3 separate regions of the Mus musculus genome follow, and all the other regions are linked to region 1. A link is a contact called in public Hi-C data. All regions are on one chromosome and are shown on one strand. Each heading gives the region's core, a stretch centred on a gene start, on an enhancer-like site or on the middle of the called end of the contact. The rest is flanking DNA. Distances are from core to core; before and after follow the strand shown.

Region 1 (3,723 bases), core at 192-2,691:
GTAGCTGACTTTAACACATGGCTACTTTATGTGCAGAGTAAGATAGCAGGGCTTCTGCTTCTCAGCTTAGCTTTCCCAGCCCCACGCTGGTCCCTTTGGCTTCCAGTCTTTACCAGGCAGACTAAGGAGGTTTCTGTGAAGAGATCATCTATGCTCACAGACACCTACTAGGTGCCAGAGCTGCAGGCTTTAGCTAGGTGCTGGCAACCACAATGACTAAATCATTAGCCGTGGCCATGTGGCTCTTAATCATCTAAAGATTCTGGCACATACCAAAGATTACAGCCCTTCATGATGTGAGCACCCAGAAGACCATAAAAGGTACAGGGAGAAGGACCAGCTCTGTCCTGGGAGACAAAGGCTATCTTCACGACAGCAGAGACACCTGGAGCTTGCCATCTAGTGGGGGAAATGAGAGTCTGTGTAGCAATCACTGCAATACAAAGGAACACTGAAACATTGTGAATATAGAAAGTAGGGGGATCTATTTAGCTAGGGCAGTAGCTCTCAACCTTCCTAATGCTATGACCCTTTAATATAGTTCCTCAGGTTGTGGTGATCCCCAACCATAAAGTATTTCATTGCTACTTCATAATTGTAATTTTGCTGCTGTTGTGAATTATAATATAAGTATCTGATGTGCAGGAGGATATCTGAAAGACAACTCCAAGGGGGTCGTGACCCACAGGTTGAAGATCACTGAGCCAGATGATCAAGAAGTACGGGACCAAAGGGTGACACTTAACTTCCTCCTTAATAGCAGGTAGAATTCTCAGCATTCATCCACCCCACAGATATTTATTTCCTAAATGATCCATATGTTATTCTTGTAAGGGGGACAGTCTTGTCATGATAGAGCTTCCATTTTAGTGCTGGTGATAAAAACAAATAAATAAAAAGAATCAATAAACTAAAACATGAATCAGCAAACTTTTCCTGGAGAGGGCTGATAAATTAATATGTATTCTAGTCTTTACAGGACATATGTTTCTCAGATGCAACTTCTCAGTATTGCCTTTGAAGTACAATACAACCCTTGAAACACATAAGTAAACAAACATAACTGTGCTCCAATAAAACTTTATTTGTGAAAACTAAGGGTGGGCTGGGTCTGGTCCACAGGTCATAGTTTGCCAACCCAATAGTCAGAAGCACTGAAGAGAAAATCAGAAAGGGAAAATAAAGGCAAGAAGTGTCAGAAGAAGGTCTTGGGGGTTTAGTAAGAAAAATGGTGAAACTTCCTGTAGGATGGGAAGACAGAGGGAAAAGTAAGTTTAAAGCATGGGGACAGGAATGGTGAATCTGCTGTGCTCAAGCGCAAACAAGGAGGTGACCAATGGGAAGAGGGTGTTTCCAGGCAAAGAAAACTGGCATGGATGACAAAGTGACAGCAGGTACTTGAGGACAATAAAACGCCCTCAGAGCAATTTGGCTTGATACAGTAGTGTTAAAAATAGAAGGAAAGGCTAGGACAGGAAAAGCCACAGCATGCTGTCCAAGCTCATGCCATGCCGAGGAGCTCCGACTAGATTCTCGAGGAAGAACTTTCCTGAGAATTCTCTTCCAACCCAAGCGTCCACACATAGCTGGCGACCCCAAACAAGCTTAGGCACTGTACAATGCTCTTCTTCCATAGCCATATATAGCTGCCCTAAGTTTGGGACAGTGCCTATGAAACTAGGGTCTGTCCCCATCCCCCTTTGGTGCATAAACCACATGACAGGCCCTGGAAGAGATCTCAGTGAGAAGGCTTCTGGTTCATCCTCTCTCTTCTCTCTGCAAGTCTGATGCTAAGCGTATCTTTGTCCCGAGGAGAAGCAGGCTCTTTCTGTTGCCAGAGAAGCACCTACTATGTGCACATAGTGCTGGGTACCTGCCTTGCTTATCTTACTTGTTCATCATGATTCTTTGAGGAAGGTGTTTTTACCTTTGTTTGGTAGATGTGAGAGCAGAGACTGAGTGCTGTCAGCGACATTCCCAGAGTCAAACTCTGGGCACCGGGTCCAAGACCACACCAATCCCAATCTGGACTTGGAGATCTTTCCAACTTACCATGATGCTTCCCATTCCGTCTGTCCCAGGGAGCACTTTGGCTCCCATCCCAAGTTCCCCTCCTCTCACGGCCCCCTCCCTTGCCAGCTCAGCTGGTACCAAATTAGCTTCTCAGGAATGCCAATTTGTCTTTCCTCTCTCAGGCATGTGGCACAGACCCTTCCCCAGACTGTATTCAACCTTTCAGAATGAGATACCAGATCCTTCTTGGCTGCTCCTCCTGTGCCCTCTCCACCTCCTCCCAGTCTCTCCCTGGAATCTTTCCAACTCCAGCTCTCCAGCTCCTATACCGGGGCGATCATATGCTGTCTTCTGGAGGGCAGAGCTGTCTGTGCACAGCTATTGATGACTCAGATTCGGTCTAGAAGCATCTCTGTCTGACTGATTGGTGAGTCTCTTTACATGCATGGAGAATGGGTATAAACACCAATTTAAACCTTTTGGATTTAAGTTGCAAATCATTTCCGGTTTTTCACAATCTTCTTTTTCTCCTATACTCTCTCTCTCTCTCTCTCTCTCTCTCTGTGTGTGTGTGTGTGTGTGTGTGTGTGTGTGTGTGTGTTTACATAACAGTGTGACAGTGGTGCTGGTTGGAAAGGCATCAGATCTATCAGATCTCTGTCTATGGGTGGAGGGAAGGTTTGGGACTAACATCTCAGGCTGTTTTGACCTCCTTCCTCTACGACAGAAAAGAAGTAACCCAGAGACTAGGAAGTTCCATGAGAGATCAGCAGTTAGCTGTACCCGGAGCTCTCTTGCCCCTGCTAAACTTGGAACATTGGCTATTATCAAATTCTCAGCTTCTTTATCTTACATATCAGCTCACCATGTCCACTTCAGATAATCACATGATGGCTAAATGAAATCATACAGTAAATCACAGGGCTTATCTCTTGTGAGGATAAGCTGAAATGGAACCCAGCTCCTTCTGCCCTCTCTCCCCGTTTGACCTCCAGGGTTCCTCTGGGGATCTCTGACCCACCTCTGACACTGCAATGGCTTTCTGCTCTTATGTCTGCTTAAAGAACAACTGCAGTGAAGGCAGGGCCAGGAGCCACCACCTATGTCCTCAAGCAGCCCCTCCTTTGCTTTTCTACCAATGGGTGTGGTGAGTCATCCTTCCCTGAGGAGTGTTCATGCCTGTGCAGCCTCTTGGAACTGGCTCTGCATTCCCCACCTGTGTGCAGCTAAGATCTTCAAAGAGTTACTTCCTGCTGAGCGGAGCCCAGCCAGCAAGCCCCCTTCCCCCTTCAGAGATACAGCACAGGAGAGGTGGATGTCTGGCTGCAGCTTCAGGCCACCCAGCCTGCAGGAACCTGAGGCAGGAGATGGAACTCTCTCCTGTCACAGCCCGGAGGCAGGCAGCCTAGGAGACAAAGCCCCATCCCACTGGGTCTTGAAAACCTGCCTCTGTTGTGGTGCTACTTGACCAGGTAGGAAATCTCTGAACTCCTGACCCAGAAAGACAGGGCTCTTGTCATAAGGAGAGGGATATTTTAACTTCCATCCACGAAGCTCCTGAGGAAAAAAATTAAAGTTCTGTCAAAACAGGTTAGTATATTAGCAATCATGGCTCGCTACCATCTGTATTTGTTCCACTTGTGGTGTTTATGACGGTTATCCACATTAATTATTTCTCTGCTAAAGTCCCTTTTAATTTCTGAACACTGT
Region 2 (3,723 bases), core at 180-2,679, 190 kb before region 1:
GGAGGAGAAGGAGAGGGAGGAAGGGAGAGGGGGAGGGGGAGAAAGGAGGGAGTAAGCGAAATGTCAAAGAAGGGAGGGGAATAAAGGAAAGGTCAGTAATGGATTCCAGTCCATTCATTCACTCACTCATTCATACATCCTGAATGATATAGAAAGACAGTTGTAAGCAGGCTGTATGCCAGGTGTCAGAGATATAGCAGTACCCAGAAGCATCCCTCTCCTTCCATGAGCTTGCTGACAACCTGGGAGGCAGGTATTCACACAACTGAGACAATGTAGGCTATATGATGGGCCAAGCTCTGAGGGTTGTTGGAACACTTCCACATACAGAAGCAGAGATGGGCAGAGGGAATAAATCATTCCAAGCTTGGAGAAAAACATCCATGGCATAGTGTGGCAATGTCAGGGTAGCAAGGAGAAAAGGCAGAGGGTGTTGGTTACAGTAAAGCCAAAACTACATGTCTGCAGATCTTAAGTAGCCTGATAGTCTGGGGCAAGGTTCTGAGGTAGTTCTAAGAGGAAGAAGGGGCCTTGATGCAGGGGTGGGGTGTGACTTCTGGTTGCCATAGTATGCAGTGTTCTAGATGGGGCAGGGAAGAGCACAGGGAGAAGATAAGAAGTGCCTTGCAGAGAAAGACAACAGGTGAGATGGACGTGATGGCTAAGGGATAGAGAGAAGCCTGTGACCAGCTTTAATCCACAGCCAACTTCCTAGTTAAGTAAGATCTGAGGCCCTGGTAGGGAAGGGTGGAGACCTGGAGTCCAGAAAAGCAGATTAGCCACAGAGGCAAATGTTAAGATGGAGAACCTTTGCAGGCAGGGAAGGGCTCTTGCCACAGAACCTGAGTGGAATTAGAAAAGGTGAGGAGGCTTGCGGCAGGTGCCAGGCAAGGGGTAGTGGCCATTGGATGTTGTCTTAGGGACCATGCTCAGAGCAGCCCCATTCCAACACACCAAGCACAGGGCTCCCTTGGCAAGGGAGAAACATGCGCATCTCAAATAATGGCGGAGGAGAGGGCTTTGCGAGCACAAAGAGGCTCATTCATGAACTCACCAAGTTGTGCCTGTTGCCACAGTAACCTGTCAAGGGTTTGGCAGATCTAGGAGGGAGGTTTAAAAAAAAAAAAAAAAAACCCACACAACTAAAACAAAAACAAAACCCCCTGAGTTACAGTACTCAAAGCAAATTAGGTCACTGTTACGAGTTATTAATTTTAATGCATTAAGAAAAAGTGTGCAGGGGGAGTACAGGACTTTTTTTTAACGCGGCAAATGGGGAACAGGAAAAAGTACAACAATAATTATGCTGAAAGCAAAGTGAAGCGTTCCATAAAATGAAAGAAATGAACAAATTGCACACCCCTCCCTCCTCTTCCCTCAAGTTCTTTTAGGGGTTGCTGGGGTGGGGGTGGGGTGGCTCCCTCACAGCCCTCTGATGCAATTACAAGCCCTCATCTTGCTTCTTTGTATGTGTCGCGTGCTGTTACTTAAGCCACTCTGAAACTCCAGGATGAAAAGAAAGCAGGGAGGACCACTGCCTGGGGCTGAGTTATGTTCAATGTGGAATCCCTCTTAGGCGAACGTGTAGCCTACTGAGGGGAGACTGGATGCTGTGGACAGATTCTCCAGGGAGTAGGGACTCACAGAGACTCCAGGCATTTTGGTCTTTGGGCTTGGCTGACTTGGAGTGTCAACAGCTTCCGTAAATGCTGTTTCTCTGGCTGCAGAACTGGGTCATGTACCACTCTGGCTTCCTTGGCTTTTGTTCAAAGCTTCCCTGGAGCATGAAGAATCCTGCAAAGGAAGCCCAGGCCTCTGTCCCCTCCCAGTACTGCCTTCACTGGACTTTCTTGCTTTCTGTCCTTTGGGCCACAGTTCCTGAGCTGTCATGGAGGCAGGAACTCAGGGCACTGTGTCTGATTTCTGAGCAGTCTTCCCAAAGCCCAGCCGACATCAGGACATTCCCCAGCCTACGGACTGCCCACACCCCACACCCCACCCCCAGTTGCCTACAAGACAAATTGTGAAGTATTTCAAGCCCTAGGAAATCAGATCCCTCCGGGAACTTTTCTGTCCTCTTTTCTGGTCACCCTTCACAAGCTTGTGGTCCAGCGAAAGAAATGCTTCTGCGGTCTGCAAGTCCAAACCGTTGTCACTCGTCGCCCCTCTACTGGGATCCAGCCCACTTCTCTGCTGAGCAACCCTCTGTCCATCCTCAGAGTCACTGACATTTTTATGCAGAGTGGGACACTCCCTTCTGTGGGCTCTGTTGAAAAACACCTTGACCACAGCACACATCGATGGCTCATGCCTCATTGCACGCCTCAGTCCCCGAAACCCTTGGGGAGATCCATCCCTGAGCCTGTCTCCAGCATAGAGGAAGCATGGGGCCACTCAACAAATAGTTATCTTATTGCTTTCCTGGCCTCAATTCTCCGTGTATCAATGGAAAAGCCCTCCAGACTTCCTCAAAACCTATTTTAAACTACAGATCCCCATGTAGCATCCCCTGCCGTGTGAGTTGAGGATCAAAGTGCTAGAAGTCCAGCCTGGACAGTCTTTTTTTTAGAGGATGCTTTCTCCAAGGTCACACATCCCAAGAACAGCTCCTCTGAGATTTTGAGAACAAAAGTGGATAAAGTGCTGGCCTCATACATGGATGTTGCTGGAAGCTCAGGAGATGTCAAGGGAAGTGGGGAAGGGTTTGAGTCTCTGGTTTGTTTTATACTCTGTGGTTAGATGGCTTCAGTAAAGGTCATATCCACATTTTCTTGTATTCCCAAAGAGCATTGGTTAAAGCAGACTCTTTTTTTTTTTCATCTATTAAAATGTATTCCTTTTACGATAAACAGGGACAGGAAGTTGCAAGCCCAGCAGGATCTCTTAGAAGCCTGACACATTTCAAATGTAGCAGTGCAAAATAGGAAGGAATGTGGGGTGAAGCGTGGGTACATGGGCAGTATGCGCACACATATGAGCACGTCCTTGGATTGCTGGTGTTTGGCGACTCACCTTTTTGTGCCAGGTATGCAGAGTGTATGTGTGTGCTTCTGTGTATGCAGTGCTTGCGCGTGCAATCTACATGTTACAGCAAGAAGCTATCGCCACACTTCAGCTCCCCTTAGTATTTTTCCAGGCACTACAGGGAAGGGCAGATGTTTTCTCTAGAAGCTAATTTACTTGGTGAGTGGAAGGCTCCATTTTAATTGATTCTATCTTTCAAGAGGCAAGGAACTTGTAATCTCAGCTCAATTGTCAATACTTTGCAGGCCTTTCCCTCCAGTCTTTAGCATGCAGATAGGGCAAGCAGGGAGCTGCCATCGCAGCTAAGGATGAAAAGGAAGAGCAACTCAGGATAATAATCCGCTTTTGATTTTTTCCTCCTTCCTTCCCTACACCCTCTCTCAAATCCACTAAAACGAGGGAAAATCCATAGCGATTAGAAAAACTTCTGACCAAGACATCTTTCTCCTTTTCATTTCCTTTCCTACCGGCCCTCTTTAGTATTCAGAAGCTGCCTGCATAGCAGAGGTTTCCATGGGGCTTGGCTGTGCCTAGCATCCCAACCATAGAATGGGATGCTTGCTGGAGAGTTTGATAGTCCCCTCGGGCTGCCAAGGTGGCGTTTGGCACCCCATCGGGTAGGCTGACAGTAAGTCACAGGGGTCACCTTGGTATAGTCCAGGAGCTTCTACCAAGATCAGGAGAGCATGGGAGTCGTCT
Region 3 (3,750 bases), core at 613-3,112, 210 kb after region 1:
CCCCAAATCTGTTGCTCCCAGACCTCAGGCAGCTGCCCCTGGTTATGCGCCACTGGGCACATCATCTGTCCACAGAAATGGCAGGCTCTCAGCTGGTTCTGAGTGGAGAAAAAAACAAAGACAACTCCAGCTAGTTCCTCTGTATGCCTTCCAGAGCCCCATTAGTTCACATGTGAGCATTCCCTCACCCTCTTGCCAACTCTATCAGGCAGGCCCGTGTCACCAGAGAGGCCCTTTACGATGCCTAAGCTCACAGAAGAAAGTTCAAGAGCCAGAATCGAAACTGGCCCTCTCCAAATGCTGTGCAGACTCACAACTGCCTGTCTCCCACATGCAATCATGGATGGTGGCTAGGACTCCATCCAGCAACTGGGTGCTGTAGAGGCCTTTCAGAACCCTCACAGCATCTCTGGGCCCACAGAGCCAGAGTTTTATCCTGGACAGTTCACTAAAGGTTCCAGGTAACTAAAGGGCCCTTCCTGGCAGGTTCTGTCCCTCAGTGCACCTGGAAGCTAGACAGTCACATCAACTTCCTATCCCCTTGAGTCCCATTGATGGCTGCTTCCTTCTCTTCTTGCCACATCTCTCATGGCTTGACTGCTGCCCTGGCTATATGGGCAGGTTTTTCACAGGCCCAAAAAACTCACGCACACAGCTGCCCCCTTCTCACAAGAATAAACAGCTGAGCCCTACAACCTGAGAAGACTGACAAAACATTTGCCTTTTCACAAAGCGGTCAAATGTGTATATAAAGAAAGGTCTTCCCATATATAAATATGTTAGGAAAGACTAGGATATCACACAGATGGCATCTGGTGATGGTGGTGATGAGAAAGAAGGGTGAGAACCATACACCTTCTCCAGAGAAGCTGGCTCTCCTCTAACCCAAACACACCACTTCTGTCACTCTCTGCTCACTTCCCCCGACACACAGACACTAGGATACTGGAGATAACCCATTTTACAGATGGATCAATTGAGGCCAAAGTCTTCCTCTCAGAGTTCTGCATCCACAAAAGTATCTGAAATTATTGCATCTGTATACAGGCTTTTTTCTTGTCCTTATTCCCTAAATAATACAGTGTAATGGGTGTCCACGTGGCATGTACATTGCATGGTGAGTGGCCTACAGAGGGTATACACAGGATATACATGACTATCATGTCGTTTCATATAATGGGCATGAGCATCCATGAATTTTGATATCCAAGAGAACATTTTGTCAAACATTTCCTAATTATTCTGTTCCTTTTGGTGTTATAGAATTATTTTCTTAACCCCATTTTCAAATTGTTCGTTGCTAGTAAAGAAATATAATTGGTTTTGTATAGATGGAGTCACTTGTCAATAAACCCCTTCATCTGCTAAAAATGCATTTAATACGCCTGAGCTGCCAAACATCCTCGCTTAGCCACATGGTGCATTGTAGAGGAATAGTCACATACCTTCACTAACATGGGCTGCTTGGAAACTATGGCTCACTGCCCAGCCTCTTGAGAGTGTGGAACCACATCCGCCAGCCCAGGAAAAGACAACTCAAAACGCAGTTTGCCCTGGATGCAAGTTGCTTTCACACCTTCATCAAACGGAAAAAAGGAAAAAAATCATTAGTTGAACCATCATCCTGTAAGCCCTATGTACATGGAGCTTGGATCCTGTGACCTTGCTGACTATTTTTTTTTAATCTAACTGATTTTTTTTCTGAATTCTATAAGATTTTCTGCATACAGAATCATCTTGTATGCACATAAAAACTGCTTAAATCTTTCCTGTTCTGCAGACTTTCATCCTTATTGTACCAGCCACAACTTCCAGTCCAATGCTTAAATGCAAGTGGTGAGAACAGACACTCTGGCTTGGTTTCCAAGATTACAGAAAATCATCCCACCACACTATGTCATGCCAGCTGAATGGTTTCCATCCACGCTGGGAAGCAGGTTGAAGTGCCCATATGTTCCTACTTTGTTGAGATGGTTTTTTATTTAATTTTTAACTGACATACAAAGCTGGGCATGTTCGTGGGGTACAATATGATGCTTCAAAACATGCATATGTTATACAGTGATCAAAGGTAATTAGCATATCCACCACCTCAAATATTCAGAATCTCTTTGTGTCAAGAGCATTGGTATCCCCTGGTCTAGCTATATTAAAATGGGCATGACAGTATTGCTAACCATGGTCACCCTGTGTAACATGACACCAGAATTTGTTTGTCCTAGCAAATTATAACTCTATACTAATGAGTACTCCGTTGAGAGTCATTGTCTTAAGTAGTGTCAGATTCTGTGACGTGCTTTTCTGCTTTCTTAACATGATCATATGGAGTTCGCTCCTTATTCTACTAATGTGCTCTATTAATTGGATATTGCCCAACAACCCTTCAATTATCAGGATGAGAGCATCCTATTTGGTCACTGTGTGGTGCGTCTTATGTTTGCTAACTCTTTGTTGAGTAGTTTTCATCTATATTCATGATGGACATCAGCCACTAGCTCCTTTTTCCTGTAATATCCTCATCTGTCTTTAGAATCTGAGTGTTTACTGGTCTTGTAGAATGAGTGCAAAGTTCCCCTCTTCTGTTTTTTTGGGGTTTTTTGGGTTTTTTTGAAAATTTCATGAAGGAGTGGTTCTAGTTACTAGAATTCATCAGTAAAGATATCTAAGTTCAGGGCTGCTGTTATGGAAAGACTTTCATTATTAATTTAATTTCTCTATTTGATTTGGCCAATTCAGACTCCTGTTTGGAATTTAGCCTTTGTGCAAAGGCTTGTGGAAGGGAAGGAGTTAGTTGTCAATCTTGGAGCCAAATCCACCTCCCAACCCCAGTCTTGAAAGCAGCAGAGATGCAAAAGGATTCTTAACAGAGGGGAAAACAGGATCTCTCTCTCTCTCTGTGTCTCTCTGTCTCTCTCCCCCTCTCTCTGTCTCTGTCTGTCTCTTTCTCTGTCTCTGTCTCTGTCTCTGTCTCTCTCTCTCTCTCTCTCTCCACACACACACACACACACACACACAAACACACACACTGGGTTGGGAACAGATTGTAAGAGGATGGAGGGAGACCTATGGAGAGGCTGCCATGGTCAGTGAGACCAGGACAGTGTGGAGATGCAGAGCTGATATTCAAGAAAGGAACCCAGCTTGTTGCCAACGTTTCTGTCATGGGCCTTTCAGCTCCATTAAATGGTATGCAAAAATTCAGAATGCTTGCAAACATTTCTGAGACCAGCTCTACATTCTCACCCCCTAAAATTTAAGAATGATTGCTCTAGATCAATATGTTGGCTAGTCCAGGCAGCTGGGACAAACACCAAGCTGTGGGTGACTTAATTATTTATTCTGCACAGTTCTGAAGTTGGTCTTCATTCTACCAACAGGGCACCAGTCAGGCTAGGTTCTCCCGAGCACTTGCTTTAGGTCCCTACTAGTCCTTTCCTGGGGCATGACCACAGACAAACACAAACTAAAACACTTCTTCTACTGGGGACACTAACACCATTGAGAGAAGACTGACTACTGCTCTCATGATATCATCTAACTCGGATTTCTTCCCAAATGCCTCATCTGTAAACTTTGTTCCGTTGAACGTTGGGATTTGAGCATCTGTATGTGGCCACACCACCCTGCACCCACTAGATTTCATCTCACTTTGGAAGCTAAGCAGGGCTGGACCTGATTTGGACTTGGATGGAAGAGTTTTAACATATGAGTTGGGGTTCAGGGTACCCATAGACAATCAACCCACAGTAG

Evidence for each region. A called contact is a pair of places that touch in the nucleus more often than the background predicts.
Region 2: a contact with region 1 is called in a Hi-C map of cerebellar granule neurons, with 2.6 times the contacts expected there. The contact joins two enhancer-like sites. A contact is called at or near these places in 1 of 15 datasets of contacts at CTCF or cohesin (the NIH/3T3 cell line), 3 of 484 Hi-C or Micro-C datasets (cerebellar granule neurons, cerebral cortex and embryonic stem cells), 7 of 115 datasets of contacts at active chromatin or transcription factors (astrocytes, embryonic basal ganglia, neural progenitor cells and 3 more) and 1 of 9 other capture datasets (embryonic stem cells).
Region 3: a contact with region 1 is called in a Hi-C map of cerebellum, with 2.4 times the contacts expected there. The contact joins two enhancer-like sites. A contact is called at or near these places in 6 of 484 Hi-C or Micro-C datasets (the HL-1 cell line, the N1E-115 cell line, cerebellar granule neurons and 3 more) and 1 of 115 datasets of contacts at active chromatin or transcription factors (the NIH/3T3 cell line).

Annotation. Positions count from the first base shown.
Region 1 is chr9:34,747,875-34,751,597 of GRCm38.p6, forward strand. All of the region lies in intron 1 of Kirrel3 (kirre like nephrin family adhesion molecule 3), which reads left to right. Among named protein-coding and RNA genes, the nearest start is that of Gm33561, 110 kb to the right of the region's middle. Within about 2 kb of position 1,442, at least 9 of the 459 cell types and tissues checked have an H3K27ac peak or open chromatin away from gene starts, as enhancers often do. A contact at or near this core is called in cerebellar granule neurons and cerebellum, where this site is marked.
Region 2 is chr9:34,557,037-34,560,759 of GRCm38.p6, forward strand. All of the region lies in intron 1 of Kirrel3 (kirre like nephrin family adhesion molecule 3), which reads left to right. Among named protein-coding and RNA genes, the nearest start is that of Kirrel3, 70 kb to the left of the region's middle. Within about 2 kb of position 1,430, at least 74 of the 459 cell types and tissues checked have an H3K27ac peak or open chromatin away from gene starts, as enhancers often do. A contact at or near this core is called in cerebellar granule neurons, where this site is marked.
Region 3 is chr9:34,956,414-34,960,163 of GRCm38.p6, forward strand. All of the region lies in intron 4 of Kirrel3 (kirre like nephrin family adhesion molecule 3), which reads left to right. Kirrel3os (a long non-coding RNA gene) reads right to left here. Exons shown (of 16, transcript XR_003948304.1): 9 at 1,446-1,576. Among named protein-coding and RNA genes, the nearest start is that of Kirrel3os, 49 kb to the right of the region's middle. Within about 2 kb of position 1,863, at least 13 of the 459 cell types and tissues checked have an H3K27ac peak or open chromatin away from gene starts, as enhancers often do. A contact at or near this core is called in cerebellar granule neurons and cerebellum, where this site is marked.